3 separate regions of the Pan troglodytes genome follow, and regions 1 and 3 are each linked to region 2. The links are chromatin contacts, called in public HiChIP or PLAC-seq maps. All regions are on one chromosome and are shown on one strand. Each heading gives the region's core, a stretch centred on a gene start, on an enhancer-like site or on the middle of the called end of the contact. The rest is flanking DNA. Distances are from core to core; before and after follow the strand shown. Region 1 holds the start of GGCX (gamma-glutamyl carboxylase). Region 2 holds the start of TGOLN2 (trans-golgi network protein 2). Region 3 holds the start of MAT2A (methionine adenosyltransferase 2A).

Region 1 (3,401 bases), core at 734-3,233, 230 kb before region 2:
TTTTTTTTTTTTTTTTTTGAGACAGAGTCTTACTCTGTCACCCAGGCTGGAGTGCAGTGGTTCGATCTTGGATCACTGCAACCTCCACCTCCCGGGTACAAGTGATTCTCCTGTCTCAGCCTTCTGAGTAGCTGGGATTATAGACGCCCGCCACCACACCCGGCTCATTTTTTTTTTTGTATTTTTAGTAGAGACGGGGTTTTACCATGTTGGCCAGGCTGATTTCAAATTGCTGACCTCAAGTGATCCAACCGCCTCGGCCTCCCAAAGTGCTGGAATTACAGGCGTGAGCCACCGCGCCTGGCCTCAAAAAAAAAATTTTTTTTTTTCGGGACGGCGTCTTGCTCTGTCGCCCAGGCTGGAGGGCAGTGGTGCGATCTCGGCTCACTGCAAGCTCTACCTCCTGGGTTCACGCCATTCTCCTGCCTCAGCCTCTCGAGTAGCTGGGACTGCAGGCGCCTGCCACCACGCCCGGATAATTTTTTGTATTTTTAGTAGAGACGGGGTTTCACCGTGTTAGCCAGGATGGTCTCGATCTCCTGACCTCGTGATCCACTCGCCTCGTCCTCCCAAAGTGCTGGGATTACAGGCGTGAGCCACCGCGCCCGGCCAAAAAAATTTCTAATACGGCAAATATTGAAAGATATAATCCACATAAACAAAGCTTTTAGGGTCTTCTATAATTTCTAACACTGTAAATGGTTCCCAAGACCCAACTGTTTGAGAACCGCTTCTCTGGGATGCCTTCTTCTTTTCCTGCTGGCTAATCCCAGTGGAGAGATTTAGGTATTTAATTCTGTTCCAGACTCACCTCTGAGAACCTTTCCTGATGGGCCACACTCTACTCACTGCCCTTGCTCTGTATCCCCTCTTCAGTTATGTTGTTCCTGTTTCCCTGTGTGCTTTTAATTTTCTTTCTTTCTTTTCTTCCCGCCTTTTCTTTCCTTTCTCTTTCTTTTTCGTTGTTTTTTTGTTTGTTTGTTTGTTTTTTGAGACGGAGTCTCACTCTGTCGCCCAGGCTGGAGTGCAGTAGCGCGATCTTGGCTCACTGCAACCTCCGCCTCCTAGGTTCAAGCGATTCTCCTGCCTCAGCCTCCCGAGTAGCTGGGATTACAGGCGCACGCCACCATGCCCGGATTATTTTTGTATTTTTAGTACAGACGGGGTTTCACCATGTTGGCCAGGCTGGTCTTTAACTCCTGACTTCAAGTGATCCGCCCGCCTTGGCCTCTCAAAGTGCTGGGATTACAGGCTTGCTGCCGCACCCGGCTTGTTTTTTTTTTTTTTTTTTGAGACGGGGTCTCACTCTGTCCCCCAGGCTGAAGTGCAGTGGTGCGATCACAGCTCCCTGCAGCCTCGAACTCCTGGGCTCAAGCGAACCTTCCACCTCAGCCTCCCGAGTAGCTGAAACCACAGGAGCGCGCCACGACACACAGCTAACTTTTTTTTTTAGTGTTTTTTCTTTTTTTGTTGTTGCCTTTTTTTTTTTTCTTTATCGATCCTCCCGCATTGGCCTTCCAAACTGTTGGGATTACAAGCGAGAGCAGTGCCCGGCCCCTACTGCTTTGAAACCTCGGTTCTTTGCAGGTCCTGGAAAAGAAAGTGAAGGGGTCGTGCAATAGCTCAAAACCCAGGCAACATTTCCAGGCGCGTCCTCAACTCGGCGTCACTCTGACAAAAAGTTTGCCCTTTGCGCCCGATCCCTCACACCAGAGAGCACCGCAGGGACGCAGGGACGGAGAGGACTAATGGGGTCGGGGAGGACCCAAGGAAGTTGGGGAACTCAGACTCTTTTCAGTGTTTAAAAAGCAGAGGCCCCCTCGGAAGGCATAACAGGCGAGTCTAACAGTGCCCCTGGAGATCAACGGCACTAAGGGGTACCTTTGCCCCGCTCCAAGGCTCCTTGTTCCGCCCCCTGCCGCCAAGCAAGGAATCCGGCGCCGCCGGTCGGGGGTAGTATTTACGACAGTGCTGGCGCTTTGCGGCCGGCCGCACAGCTGCTGACGCGTCGGGAGGCGGAGCCTAGGGAAGCAAATTCTCCTGGCGGCCTCCGTTCAGACGCGGCTGCTGTGACCCACCTGCCTCCTCCGCAGAGCAATGGCGGTGTCTGCCGGGTCCGCGCGGACCTCGCCCAGCTCAGGTAGGCTTAGGACCCCGCCCTCAGGCGGAGAGTTCCTAGGAGCGCTGGTCTCAGAGGGGCGGGGGCGGGAGGACGCCCAGTGTCTCCCGGTGAGGCGGTCGGGGGGGGTCCTCTGTGGGGAAGGGGGCGTGCTGTGAGACATTTGCAGCCTGCGGCTTCTGAATGATGATGACATTCGGGAACACTGCGGTTAGGGGACTGTAGTCTGAGGGGTTCGGGGACATTAGGGGATCGTGGAGAAGGGGCTGCACTGCAGGGATGTTTCCTATAGTCAGATCATTGAGGCAACCTCATTGAGCCAACCCGGGTGGGCGGAAGCTCTGAGCTGTTGGTGCTGTGATTTCTTTGATTTGAGGTGGAGTCCACCCCCGCACACACACTTTCTCCATTTATTGATTGCAGATAAAGTACAGAAAGACAAGGCTGAACTGATCTCAGGGCCCAGGCAGGACAGCCGAATAGGGAAACTCTTGGGTTTTGAGTGGACAGATTTGTCCAGCTGGCGGAGGCTGGTGACCCTGCTGAATCGACCAACGGACCCTGCAAGCCTAGCTGTCTTTCGTTTTCTTTTTGGTGAGTCCAGTTTACGGGTGGGAGCAATTTGGTTGAGAGTGGAGAATGACAATCTCTATTTTTTGGTTGCAAGTAGACTTAGCTCCCTTTTCCTCAGAGCTGAAGACATTGGTATAAAAGAAGAGGTCTTTGCGAAGTTTAGGATTAAACCTGCTTTGTCTCCTACAGTTAGGATTTACTTGGTGGCCAGAAATGCTTTTTTTTTTTTCCTTGGACGGACTTTCGCTCTTGTTGCCCAAGCTGGAGTGCAATGGCGCTATCTTGGCTCACTGTAACCTCCGCCACCTGGGTTCAAGCGATTCTCCTGCCTCGGTCTCCCGAGTAGCTGGGATTACAGGCGCCCACCACCACACCCGGCTAATTTTTTATTTTTTTTTGTATGTGTGTTTTTAGTAGAGACGGGTTTCACCATGTTGGCCAGGCTGGTCTCAAACTCCTGACCTCAGGTGATCCGCCTGCCTCGGCCTCCCAAAGTGCTGGGATTACAGGTGTGAGCCACCGCACCCAGCTAGAAATGCTATATGATATGTAGAGGCGAGGCAGCAGTGACCCATTTTGCTTGTGGCATGAAGTTGCCCAGAAGACTCAGAAAAACAGAGCAGGGGGCCACAGGGACCATACCTTTTGGCTGTGACTCCCTAATCAAGAGCTTCTTAACTGAGGCCACAGCATGGTGTGCTTGGAATGG
Region 2 (3,440 bases), core at 227-2,726:
ACAGACTTACTCCTTTTATGTATCTGTATTTTTGTACCCATTAACAAACTTCTCTTCATCTTCCCTCCCATCTTCCCTTCCCAGCCTCTGGTAACCACCTCTACTTCCATGAGATCCACTAGTCTCAGCTACTTGGAAGGCTGAGGTGGGGGATCACTAGAGCCCAGGAGATGGAGATTGCAGTGAGCTGAGATCGTGCCACTGCACTCATGCCTGGGTGACAGAGTAAGACCCTGTCTCAAAAAAAAAAAAAGAGAGATGGGATCTTGCCATGTTGCCCAGTCTGGTCTGGAACTTCTAGGCTCATGTGATCCCCCTGCCTCAGCCTCCCAAAGTGCTGGGATTACAGGAGTAGATATCTTAGATATACTTATTTCCTTTCTTTTGTACATACCCAGCAGTGGGAATACTGGATCATATGGCAGTTCTATTTTTAGTTTTTGAGAAACTCTGTGCTGTTTTCCTTTTTTTTTTATAGAGACAAGAGTCTTGCTACGTTGCCCAGGCTGATCTCGAACTCCTGGGCTCAAGCCATCTGCCTGCCTCAGCCTCCCAAGGTGCTGGGACTACAGGTGTGAGCCTCCATGCCCTGCCAATACTGTTTTCCATAATGGCTGTACTAATCTACATTCCCACCAACAGGATATTAGCATTCCCTTTTCTTCTTATCTTTGTCACCATTTTGTATTTTTTTTTCTTTTGATAACAGCCATTCTAATTGGGGCTGAGATGATCTCTTATTGTGGTTTGGATTTGCATTTCCCTGATGATTAGTGATAGTGAGCATTTTTTCATATATCATTTCTATGTTGTCCATTTGTATGTCATCTTTTGAGATATGTCTATTCAGCAGGTCCTTTGCCCATGTTTTTCTTTTTTCTTTTTCTTTTTTTGAGATGGTTGCCTAGGCTGGAGTGCAGTGATAAGATTTTGGCTAACTCACTGCAACCTCCACCTCCCAGGCTCAAGTAATCCTTCCATCCTCAGCCTTCTGAGTAGCTGGGATTACATGCACAGGCCACCATGACTGGCTAATTTTTTGTATTTTTGGTAGACATGGGGTTTCACCATGTTGCCCCGGCTGGTGCCCATTTAATTATATTTTTTCCTTGAGTTTATTATATATTCTAGTTATTAATCCCTTGTCGGATGGATAGTTTGCGAATAGTTTCTCCCATTATGTAGGTTGTTTCTTCACTGTTTCCTTTGCTGTGCAGAAGCTTTTTAACTTGATGTAATCTCATATAAGACCTATAATTTCTTAAATCACTGTCTCCAAAGCACCAAGCCTGGCAATCGTTCATAAAGTGATTTCAGACATTTAATGTATAAACATAACAGTAACTGTAAACGGTGAGATACAAAACCACTTACCTGATTATCCCAATATGGGGAGAAAATAAATATGCATAGAAGAAAAGAGAAATACACTAATTAAGAAGGGAAAGAGTCCTTTTTTTTTTTTTTTTTTTTTTTACAAAACGAAATGGACACATAATAAACTAATGTAAGCGGTAACCTGTGGAGGAGTAGGAAGACTTTTCTAAAGTCTGTTTACTTTAAAATCCGGTTTTCATTTCTGAAACATTATAATGTATTATCTATTCAAAAACATAAAATGTTTAGAGGGCAGACAATACACTAAAACATTAATAGTGATTATCCCGGAAGGGTAGGAGTCAGGCTTTGTTTTCTGCTTCTGTATCAGAAAAAGGATGCACTTTTTGGAAAAGATGTTTGGCGACCTGGAAGGACACCGTCTCCGTGGAGTCGGGAAGGAGGAGGGCCAGGATGCGAAGGCAACGCTTTGCAGGTGATCGGATGGATTTATTCCCACATGGGAGAGACCAGAGCACAGCACGTTTGTGTACTGCCAGGAGGGAACCACGAAAAAAGCAGAGGATAGAAACGCAAGCACACGATGGTGGTGGCCAAGAGGCGCCTGCCCCTAGTGACCTCACTTCCGCGGCCAGTGCGAGAGGCGAGGGAGCTCCAGCTCTGCCTGTAAGGTCTCGGAAGTACGAGGCGGAGGGGACGAAAAACGGAGGGCCAGACTGTTGTGGCTGTGGTGGAGACGAGAAACCAGGAAGAAGAGGCTCGCCTTCCACTCGGCGACCGTAAGCGAAGCAGCCGAAGGCGAGCGCAGACATCAGCAGCTGCCCCCTAAATCCCGCCCTTCGTCTTGGCGGCAGCGGGAGACTGAGAGACGCGCGCAGCAGGGGCGGGACTGGAGAGGGGCCCCGCGCGCGGATCTCGCGAGAGCGTTAGAGGGCGGAAGCGCTATCCGAGCAGGATGCGGTTCGTGGTTGCCTTGGTCCTCCTGAACGTCGCAGCGGCGGGTAAGACCCTCCATCCCGCATCCCACTCTTGCCCCCAGATCCCCCATTCTCACCTGGGCAGGTCACCTCTAGGCTCGCTTCTTCCCTACCCGACCCACCTCTTCGCTCGCCATCGTCTCCCGCCCCACCCCCCAATCCCCATTCCCCCGCTGCTCCCGATCTCTTCCAGTTCTGAGGAGTTCCTTCTTCCCGCCTGCCCTTCTCCGGTGCTAACTCGTTTTTCTATTTCAGGAGCCGTGCCGCTCTTGGCCACCAAAAGTGTCAAGCAAGAAGAAGCTGGAGTACGGCCTTCTGCAGGAAACGTCTCCACCCACCCCAGCTTGAGCCAACGGCCTGGAGGCTCTACCGAGTCGGATCCGGAGCCGCAGACTCCAAAAGACAGCCCTAGCAAGTCGCGTGCGGAGGCGCAGACCCCAGAAGACAACCCCAACAAGTCGGGTGCGGAGGCAAAGACCCAAAAAGACAGCTCCAACAAGTCGGGTGCGGAGGCAAAGACCCAAAAAGACAGCACTAGCAAGTCGGGTTCGGAGGCGCAGACCACAAAAGACAGCACTAGTAAGTCGCATCCGGAAGACAGCACTGGCAAATCGGGTGCGGAGGCGCAGACCCCAGAAGACAGCCCCAACAGGTCGGGTGCGGAGGCAAAGACCCAAAAAGACAGCCCTAGCAAGTCAGGTTCGGAGGCGCAGACCACAAAAGATGTCCCTAATAAGTCGGGTGCGGACGGCCAGACCCCAAAAGACGGCTCCAGCAAGTCGGGTGCGGAGGATCAGACCCCAAAAGACGTCCCTAACAAGTCGGGAGCGGAGAAGCAGACTCCAAAAGACGGCTCTAACAAGTCCGGTGCAGAGGAGCAGGGCGCAATAGACGGGCCCAGCAAGTCGGGTGCGGAGGAGCAGACCTCAAAAGACAGCCCTAACAAGGTGGTTCTAGAGCCGCCTTCCCGGAAAGACCATTCCAAGCCCATCTCCAACCCTTCTGATAACAAGGAGCTCCCCAAGGCTGACACAAACCAGCTTGCTGACAAAGGGAAGCTTTCTCCTCATGCTTTCAAAACCGAATCTGGGGAGGAAACTGACCTCATTTCTCCCCCGCAGGAGG
Region 3 (3,773 bases), core at 107-2,606, 200 kb before region 2:
GCGACCACAGCCCCCGCCCTTCACGTTTTCTGGAACCTTCCGCATGCCTAGGCGCGCGACCGAATGGAAAGGGAGGGGGGGAAGGGAAGGGTGGAGAGGGGAGGGGGAAGAGGAGCGGCGGCCACGCGCCAGGCCCTGGCGGCGCCACGAGGAAAGCGCGCGGTCGCCGCTCTTCCCATCACCCGGCGGACGAGGACGACCCGCGCGGGCCCCACCACCGGCCGGCCGCAACCAGCCGGACCTTGGCGCTGCCTTCTGCCCCGCCCCACGCTTCGCTTCAGGCCGTCCCCTCACCTGGGTGGCCTTCCCCGACCGACTCTGAGGTGAAAAGGAACGTGCCCTCCTCGATGAACGCCTCGTGGAAGCCGTTGAGCTGTCCGTTCATGTTGGTGTCGGTGTGCGGAAGTGGCCTTACGAAGGAGCAGCGGCGAGGCGGCAGCGGCTGCGAAATGCGCAAGCTGCGGACAGCGTCCTACTCGTAGCAGGCGGGCGGCGCGGAGCGAACGAAGCGGCGGGCGGTGCGGCCCGGTATTTATAGAGCAGCGCCCGCGCGCGCCCGGCTCGGGCCCCGCCCCTCGGCGCCGCGCGCCAATGCAGCACTTGCGCGGGGGTCGGAGGAGGAAGGGCAGCTCGCTCCGCGGAGTCCGGGCTGAACCACACTGCGCGGCCGCGGGAGGTGCCGTGGCAATCCAGCCCTCCAGAGACCGTTCAGCTATCTTGAGCCGCTAGAGCTAGGGGAAAAATGCAGACGCGAGGAGACGGGGGGGTTTGCTCTTCCTTGTTTCATGTGGGAGAAAAAGCGACTGGGGCTTGCTGGACCCGCTCCCCTGTGCGGTGACATGGCACCTCCCTTCCGACCGTTGGCCGGGATAGCTTTCCCGGAGGTCGCGTCCCCCAGCGGAGGCGGCGGGAATCGCGGAGGTTTTGTGCTGCGGCTGGGGTCTTTCTGGCCGTCCCGCCTCTAGATGCCGGGTGGCAGGGAGCCGGTGGCGGTCGGCCATGTGAAGGTGGCCATCTTGGCCGGCCAGCGAGGGCTCCTCACGGCCTTCCTTCGGCCTCCCTGCCCGGCTTGTTGCCGGCCCCGGGATATCTGAGGGGCGCAGGCCCACCTTCTAGTCGTTTCCTGGTGAATGGCTCTGCTGAAGATGGCCGGAAAGCAGATTAATGAGGGTGCTGCCATCGATTTAAACAATCGCTCTCCTGCCCGCTTCCCTGCGCTAAAGTTTCTGAGGGATCCTCACCCTTCGTGGTTCGTGGACTTAAAGTGGAGGCAGCGCTCCAGCCTTTCCCTCCAGAGAGAAAGGAGGCCGCTCCCAAGTCCGTCCTTGCCCCGTGGCCTTCCTGTTCCTTTGAAAGGGGGGGGAGGGGAATCGATGTTTCAATCCTCTGGTCAGGAGAATATGGAACGAACATTTCTTTTTTGGTGGGTGGGGGCTATTCGTTCCCTTGAATGTGCTTAAGCAGATCTCTTGACGGCGTGGAATGGGCTGTTTCATGAAGCTTTCACTTTAAAATGTCCACCTGCGTTTGTCCCAGTTTTGCCCAATAAAGGAATTACAGGGAAAAAGAGCGAAACAAAACTTGAACCAGCAAGGAGTATGGAGTCCCGTTTGGAGGGAGCCCGCCTTGGGGGCGGGGGTCTCTGCAGCTTGTTCTGGGGCTGGGCCTCGGTGCAGGTCTGGTCGGGCTGGTGGCCTGGTGGCCCTGAGCGGGGCGCGTGACAAGAACGCCGGGTTTAATGAGGTTCTCAGGGAACGGCCTGCTCCTAGCATGGGATGTACTTTACGCTGGGGAGGTGAAGGAGAGACCCCTAGTAACAGTCTCCAGCTGTCTACTGCTGGAGGCAGTAGAACAAGGTGCATTCCCAAGAACAATCCTCTCCGCCGGTGCAGGAGGAAAGGTGGGATTTGCTAAAGGCTCAGTGGGAAACAAAGGAAGCACTTGGGCTGTGCTGGGGGCATCGACAAAGAAGATAAAGGGCTCCTCCCCAGACTCAGTGACCACATCCACGGTCGCTCAAAGCAGGCAGCAAGAAAAGGTTCGACCACAAAAGAGACAATAGGTGATGATATTTTTATTCGTTGCTTTTTACTTTTCAAGCTAACCCTTCATGGGAAAGTAACTGTATAAGACTATTAAAATTTTTTGTTATTTTTTAAAGCAGAATGCCAATTTATTAACTTACAATGTGTAATAAAATTGTCAACTGGAACAAAATGCGTGTGTAGGCTGGTCAGTGCATTATCTCCCAGCAGAAAAATCTATATGGGAAGCCAGAATATAACTGGAAGGTTATTTTATTAGAGAGTCAGAACAAGGAGCGTAAAGTCAATGATTGGCTCATTAAATCCTGATACCCCTGTGCTACCAACTCCACAGTGGGGCTAGGCCTGCCAAGGAGATGAGATTTAGCTGTACATAGTTGCTTACCTACTTCTCTCACTTGTGAATAGTGTGTAGGTGTAATACAGTAAGAGTAGGGGTTTGGAGTCACGACCTCTCTATGCATCAGTATCCTCGTTCTGTAAAATTGGAATATTAATAGTACATCATAGGATTGTTTCAAGGATTGAAATAGTGCAAGTAGAGTCTTTAGCACAGTATCTAGTACATAATTTGTTTTAATGTAAGCTGTAAAAAAGTTAACTATATTTCCTGTGAATTACTTTTCAGTGGCTTTCAATTGCTGTCGGGATACGGACTAAAATCTCTACATACTCAAGGCCCCAGTGTGATTTGGCTGCTACTTCTGCAACCTTATCTTGTGCCACACTCTCCTTTCTGTGTTCTACTTGAACTTGTTTTTTAGTAGCAGTTAATTTTATTAATTTCATAGTATCAAAACAAAGGAGGACACATTTTCATTTATTTTATATTATTCGTATTGTCCCTTCCTCCCTTCCACAAATATTTATGAGCACATCTGTGAGTCAGACCCAGGAGCAAATGCTATAACAATCCTGGTCTCTGCCCACTCGGCGCTCTAAATGTGGGGAGATGCCTGGCTAACTCCTTATCCTTCTCACTCCAGCTCAGCTACCACTTCCTGGATGAAGCCTTCATCTACACAGATTTGTCACAGGGGCCTGTGTTTTATTTCATGGCACTAAGTGCAGTTTCAAATTATAGATTTGGTGATTATTTGATGAATGTCTCCACTTCCCAGTTAGGCTTGTAAGCTCAGTGATAATGAGAAGGTGGGCTGTTTTGCTCAAGCTTTGTTACTGAATGCCTGGCACACACAAGGTGCTTAGAAATGTTCAAGAGGGAGAGACAAGAAAGGAAGAGAAGGAAACGAAAAGTGAACGAATATAAAGATGGCAGAAGGGGGCGGGGCACGGTGGCTCACGCCTGTAATCCCAGCACTTTGGGAGGCAGAGGCGGGGCGGATCACGAGGTCAGGAGATCCAGACCATCCTGGCTAACACGGTGAAATCCCATCTCTACTAAAAATACAAAAAATTAGCTGGGCGTGGTGGCGGGCGCCTGTAGTCCCAGCTACGTGGGAGGCTGAGGCAGGAGAATGACGTGAACCCGGGAGGTGGAGCTTGCAGTGAGCTGAGACCGCACTACTGCACTCCAGCCTGGGCGACGGAGCAAAAGTCCGTCTCAAAAAAAAAGATGGCAGAAGGAAGCAGAGACATGAGAGACTCTGGCGATCATGTGAAATCAATGGAAAGAGGTCCTGCTTTGTTTTAGTCGTAAGCATTGTAATTAATAAAATTAAGACTTCTTTGTTAACAGGGAAGCACATGGCCATCCTGTTCTGACAG

The links. HiChIP or PLAC-seq counts read pairs in DNA pulled down with a chosen protein or histone mark.
Region 1: a contact with region 2 is called in an H3K4me3 HiChIP or PLAC-seq map of stem cell-derived excitatory neurons, with 4 times the contacts expected there. The contact joins the promoter of GGCX here to the promoter of TGOLN2 in region 2. A contact is called at or near these places in 1 of 7 Hi-C or Micro-C datasets (stem cell-derived neural progenitor cells) and 1 of 1 datasets of contacts at active chromatin or transcription factors (stem cell-derived excitatory neurons).
Region 3: an H3K4me3 HiChIP or PLAC-seq map of stem cell-derived excitatory neurons shows a contact between it and region 2, with 6 times the contacts expected there. The contact joins the promoter of MAT2A here to the promoter of TGOLN2 in region 2. A contact is called at or near these places in 1 of 7 Hi-C or Micro-C datasets (stem cell-derived neural progenitor cells) and 1 of 1 datasets of contacts at active chromatin or transcription factors (stem cell-derived excitatory neurons).

The regions. Positions count from the first base shown.
Region 1 is chr12:37,190,408-37,193,808 of NHGRI_mPanTro3-v2.0_pri, forward strand. GGCX (gamma-glutamyl carboxylase) reads left to right here and starts at 1,984. Exons shown (of 15, transcript XM_515586.8): 1 at 1,984-2,140; 2 at 2,543-2,713. The coding sequence starts at 2,098.
Region 2 is chr12:37,418,504-37,421,943 of NHGRI_mPanTro3-v2.0_pri, forward strand. It overlaps TGOLN2 (trans-golgi network protein 2), which reads left to right and starts at 1,477. Exons shown (of 5, transcript XM_009442748.5): 1 at 1,477-2,339; 2 at 2,571-3,262; 3 at 3,437-3,440. The coding sequence starts at 2,294.
Region 3 is chr12:37,214,295-37,218,067 of NHGRI_mPanTro3-v2.0_pri, forward strand. It overlaps MAT2A (methionine adenosyltransferase 2A), which reads right to left and starts at 1,357. Exons shown (of 9, transcript XM_001167501.8): 1 at 295-1,357. The coding sequence starts at 385.